Linked DNA regions of Macaca mulatta: region 1 is linked to region 2. A link is a contact called in public Hi-C data. All regions are on one chromosome and are shown on one strand. Each heading gives the region's core, a stretch centred on a gene start, on an enhancer-like site or on the middle of the called end of the contact. The rest is flanking DNA. Distances are from core to core; before and after follow the strand shown.

Region 1 (2,700 bases), core at 33-2,532, 180 kb after region 2:
GTCAGGAATTGCCACCTCAATAAAGGAATTTATACAGAGCTGAAATTTTGAGAGGACTACCCCAAAACCACTTTAGGACAACTCTCCAGGACACAAGACTTTGTCATCAATCATCATTTCCTTTCATGGATCATGACTTAAAATAGTTACATCTAACTACCTGATCTGGCGGCCAGAAATGGGAGCAAGGAAATGCACAACAAAAATACAATTTATGTTTTGCAGTGAGGACTGGTCAAGAGGAAGGTGAAAATGGTCAAGAGAGTGAATGAGTATCATGTCCAAGACCTGATGGATGTGCCGTAACGAAAGTCACCTGAAGAGACAGCAGGCCCTGTTAGAAGGTAAGTGGCGGACAACAGCCCCAGAGAAAAGGGGGCAGGTTTGAGTTTCGGAGGGAGAGAGTGGCAGTGGAGACCAAGTCAAACGAGAGGGGAAAGCCGGGGCAATGCACCCAAAGGTAGTACCTGTGAGGCTGGGGGTGCGTCGAGGGGTTGTGGGCGGGCTCAGTAGCAGCAGGGCGAACTCCAGAAGAGTGAACGCCGAGTGGGCGGATCGCACAGAGGGAGGGGGTGCTAGGGAAAACGGCTCAATTGAGAAGCTACCCCGGCCCGCCTTACCTGCGCCGAAGGTCCGGAGCCCCCAGACAGACCCGCGGAAAGCACGGAGCCCGCGCGGAGAAGGAGGAGCCGGGGGTAATGGAAGTAGGGATACCAAACCCAAAGGAGGGAGGCCGCTAGCTACCCCTAGTCAGGGAGAGCGGCTGATGGCGGGAACTGTGACCACACGCAAACACGCACGCACGCACGCACATTCTACGCGACCAGACAGGCGCGTGCGCGCCAGCCAAAAACTCCGCCCCTCACACGCCCTCGCCCCGCCCCCCAGCACCTAGAGCGGCCTAGCCCGGGCAGCCCCGCCCCAGCCGTGACTGTAGTACGCACGCGCACTTTCCGCTTCACCCGATTTCGAACCCCCCCCAACCATTTCCCTCCTACACAGCCCAGTCGGGCATGCGCAATAGTTGTCTTCCCGGGACTGTCCATCCTTTCCCGCCGTTCACTGGCCTTTGGAGGAGGGTCAGAGTTCATGCCGCTCTCTGGAAAAATCTGCTGAAAGCCAGGAGTTGCGGGGACTAGTGGTCGTGGACGTCCTTCCGATCCTAAATCTTAAGGGGCAAAGGCCATACTCTGGGACTGTTAACTAGGCCGAGGGCCTGGAGGCGGGAAGAGGATGTGTGGGTGGGGTCAGGGGTGAGAGGTCAGAGGGCCGCGAAGGGGGCGGAGCGAGCCGGAGGCGGATGGCGGCTACGGCGGCTCATTATTTTCCGCGGCAGGGGTGCTGAAGCGGGGACGCGGGTCAGACGCGTCCGGCTGTGGAAGGAGAGCGGCGGCCGCTCACAACATGCACAGCCTGGCGACGGCTGCGGTGAGTGGCTGGGTCCCCAGGCCTGGAACCAGAATCCTTCCTCAGACCCACGTTTCGGCCTTCTCTCCTAGTTCCCGGTGTCGGGTCCCTAGTCTGATTTTTTCTGTACTCAACCTACGAGGCCCCGATTCCCCTCCTCGGCACGCTTTGGTTGTGGTGGAGCCGGCCTGTATTTCCTCGCCGGACGCATCTCGCGGCCTCCAGCGCGACCCATCGCGTTCTTTGCGGGCGCCAGGGCCTGGTCCCGCGCCCGTAGCAGGCCATTCATTGATTTTTTGAGCTGACCAACAGTTTCAGGGCGCCAGTTGTGTTCTGGGCGCCGGCGTCGATGAGGGGAATTCCATGGTCAATCTGACGCGGCTCGCGCTCTCAGAACTCACCGCGTCGCAGCGGGAAGGAAATGGCTTCTAGTTCAAACCACTTGCTTTACTTATGGAAAACCTGAGGCCCGAAGAAGTGCGTAATTTTTGCATCTGACTTAGGTTCTCTGCGTTTAAAACTTTCCTCGACACATCTCGTTTTACCCGCGTGATTTTTTAACGGAAAAGAAAGTGTAATTCAGCTGTCTGAAGTAATCCTACTTCTCTTGGCATTTAAATAAAATCTAGACTCCTTGCCATAGCCTACAAAGGCCCTGTATGATGTGGTCCTTAACCCACGTTTATAATCTCGTTTTATGTCTCCTCCTCAAGCTTCAGCTACACTGGCCACCTAACCCAATGCAACGCGCTTTTCTTCTCCAACATGCACTTTGTGGTCTCTACGCCTAGAGTGAATGTTCTTCTTATCCCTCCTCCTTTACACACACAGCATGAGTGTAATTGGTACCTCTTCCTTGAACTCTCCTTCTTCTCCTTAAACTGTTTATCCAAATCCGTCTTTCTTCAGGTCTCTGCCTAAATCTGTCTGAGTGGCCTTCCCTGACTATCCTTTTCAAATTAGTTCCGCAGCTTCTAACTTTAGTAGAGTACCCTTTACAGCCTTGTTCCCTGTGTAATTATTGTATTCGCTTATTTGTTGTCTGTCTCCTTGAAGGCAGGGACAGGGATCATGTGGGCCCTGTTGACATGGTTTCCCCGGTGCCAGGACAGTTCCTAGTACAAGATAAAGACTGAGATACTTTGCTGCATGAAAGAATATTGAAGGGAAGGTGACCACTGAAAGAACATAGCCATGATGGTGAAAGGAGATCATTTGATTTGAGCACACCTGCCCGAAGACCATTTCTGCTTTTTCTGTTTAACCAAAGGGAAATGATTTAAGGAAAGTGAT
Region 2 (2,700 bases), core at 19-2,518:
CCCGGGGGCCGGGGTATCAGTCCCCGACAGTCCCCTCCCGCCCCTGCTCCCAGCCTCAGGGCACGAAGCCGCCGCGCCTAATGGCAGGCGCCGCTCCCCTCCCTTCCCCTCCCGGCCCCCGCGCGGGGCCTCCCCTCCCCGGCTCCCCCTCGGCAGGGCCTGGCGGACGTGCGCCGCGTCGCACCCGGAGGCCGAACGGGACAGGACGCGCCCGCCCCGCCCCGCCACGGAGGCCCGCGGGAGAGCGGGGAGGGGAGGAAGTGCCGAGGCGTGTTTGTCGGGCTTGGCGTTATTAGTTTTTAAATGGTGAACTTACAGAATAGTAATGACGAGTGAAAAGACCAACCCGCAGACCCACGGCGCGCACCACGGAGGGGCTTCCCGCGGGAAGGCAGGGACCTTCGTTCCCAAGTGCCTAGCACTGCGCCACAGGCCGGGTGGAACGAGCCTTGAGGGCCTCTGGTTTGAGGTCCCCACGGTCGGGCTTTGGGCCCACCGCGTGCGGCGCCGTGCTGGGCTCCTGGGATCGGCAGCGAGTCCAGTGACCCCCACCGCACCCCCAGTAATCAAAGGGCGGCCGGCGAACGCGGGCAGGGGAGGGGACCTGGGAAGGCCCCTGGAGAAGGTGGCATTTCCTCGAGGTCGGTGGAATTTGGCTACGCGGAGAGAACAGCGCATACGAAAACTTCTTCAGGCGGGAATGCGTGGTGGCCTGTGCGCGGCGGGTGGACGTGCGGGGCCCCGCGTGGGGCCGTGGGGAGAGGTCGGCAGGGGACTTCCCAGGTCAGGGAATTGAAATTTCACGCCCTACAGACCAGGGGCACCTTGCCCAGGGGCTGCGGGGGGCGGTGACCGTCCTAGTCAAGACCGTGATTCTGAGGTTTGCACAGCTGTTTCAAGCCAGCAGCGCTTTCGCTGGCTCATGACGCCCTTGCGAAGTGACCTTTGCGACCACCAGACAGGAGAGAAGACCCATTTTACAGATGAGGTAGCGCTATCCCCAAGTCGTCAACGAGGTAACCAAGAAGCCTCCAGTCCCGAGTCCTCAGAAAACGCAGAGGTGGAGCCGCGCCGCACTCGTGCACTCCCGGGCGTGGGCGCTCCGCGCGGGCGGGCCTTGGCCCAGGGCGCTCGGCGGCCTGGAACGGTGAGCCGGGTGCCGAGCCTGCCACGCAGCCGCAGAGGCTCAGCCCCGCCGGCGGGCGGCAGGAAGGGAGGCGACGCCCCCTGGAGCGCGGCAGGAACCCGGCCCTGCCCGCCTCCCAGTCCGCCTAGCCGCGTCGGTCCCAGAAGTGGCGAAAGCCGCAGCCGAGTCCAGGTCACGCCGAAGCCGTTGCCCTTTTAAGGGGGAGCCTTGAAACGGCGCCTGGGTTCCATGTTTGCATCCGCCTCGCGGGGAGGAAACTCCATGTTGTAACAAAGTTTCCTCCGCGCCCCCTCCCTCCCCCTCCCCCCTAGAACCTGGCTCCCCTCCCCTCCGAAGCTCGCGGGGATCCCTCCCTCCCACCCCTCCCCTCCCCCCCGCGCCCCGATTCCGGCCCCAGCCGGGGGGGAGGCCGGGCGCCCGGGCCAGAGTCTGGCCGGAGCGGAGCGCGCCCGGCCCCATGGACAGCTCGGCCGTCATTACTCAGATCAGCAAGGAGGAGGCTCGGGGCCCGCTGCGGGGCAAAGGTACCGGGGCTGCGGGGAGGGGGCCGAAGTCGGGGCGCCGTGGGAGGAGAGGAGTGGCCGGGATCTTCCCCAGAGGAGCCGCCGCCGCCGCCCCGGGCGGCCACCTCAGCCGTGCCCGAAGCTCCCAGCCCGAGAGGGAGCGGGGAGAGAGTTTGAACTCAAAGGAGACTCAGAGACGCGGGGCGGGGCCTGGCGCCTTTGGGGCGCTCCCGTCCGCTCGAGGTGAGGAAACTGAGGCAGAAGTAGAGAAGGAACTCCTTCGGGGGCTTCCTGGCTGGCATTGCGTGGTGCATGGGCGCCCCCCCCCATTGGCGCCAATGGGGCTGGGAGATGGGGGAGCTAAGGAGGGTGCCTAAGGGCCACCCGCTGAGACTCCGCCCCACCCCCTCCCTTGGCTGCGGTTCCGTAGGGTCTTGGTCTTGGGAGGGGGCGCCGAGGTGACAGCGGGCTAGGGAGGCTTGGAGGGATCTCCCGCCAACACACAGCCACGTTCCCACAAACTTCGCGTCACGCGTGGAGGCGCCGAGCCCCTCGGAGACACAGAGAGGACGGTCAGCACTTCCAAGAGTTGCCTGGCGCCCGCGGGGAGAGTCGTGCGCCTAGTGGGCACGCACCACCCCGCGAAGCCTAGCTGCTACGCGCCCCCACCTCCTCGCGCGTGGCTGGGCCGGGGTGGGGGTCTGCCCGTCCTTTTCCCCGTGTGGATCTCAGGACGTGGACGCTGCCCCCAGGTCTGCCCACCGTCGCCTGGGCCTGGCTGCCCTGGAGCTGAGGGCAAGGTGGAAAGGCTAGTTGTAGGGGGCCGAAGGGGGATGGGGTGGGAGGGGTGTCTGTTAATCAGGCCGCCGCTCCTGGGCTCCAGGTCGGAGGTTTGGGCAGGGTGGGGCAAACAGATGGCCACTGGACATTGGCCCTAGTCCGAAGGACTGCACCCCTGCCTCTGGGCCCAGCCGCAGTGAGGACTTTGTACCAATGGGGGTGGAGAGGATGGAGAGAGGGCAGGGGCAGACTGCCGTGGGTCCCAGGCCC

Evidence for each region. A called contact is a pair of places that touch in the nucleus more often than the background predicts.
Region 1: a Hi-C map of fetal cortex germinal zone shows a contact between it and region 2, with 2.9 times the contacts expected there. The contact joins the promoter of CNOT9 here to the promoter of CTDSP1 in region 2. A contact is called at or near these places in 3 of 14 Hi-C or Micro-C datasets (CD4 T cells, cortical neurons and fetal cortex germinal zone).

What each region holds. Positions count from the first base shown.
Region 1 is chr12:123,805,623-123,808,322 of T2T-MMU8v2.0, forward strand. CNOT9 (CCR4-NOT transcription complex subunit 9) reads left to right here and starts at 1,283. Exons shown (of 9, transcript XM_077957569.1): 1 at 1,283-1,428. It overlaps USP37 (ubiquitin specific peptidase 37), which reads right to left and starts at 780. Exons shown (of 25, transcript XM_077957565.1): 1 at 621-780.
Region 2 is chr12:123,626,520-123,629,219 of T2T-MMU8v2.0, forward strand. It overlaps CTDSP1 (CTD small phosphatase 1), which reads left to right and starts at 1,269. Exons shown (of 7, transcript NM_001193873.1): 1 at 1,269-1,671. The coding sequence starts at 1,605. All of the region lies in intron 2 of LOC144333483 (a long non-coding RNA gene), which reads right to left.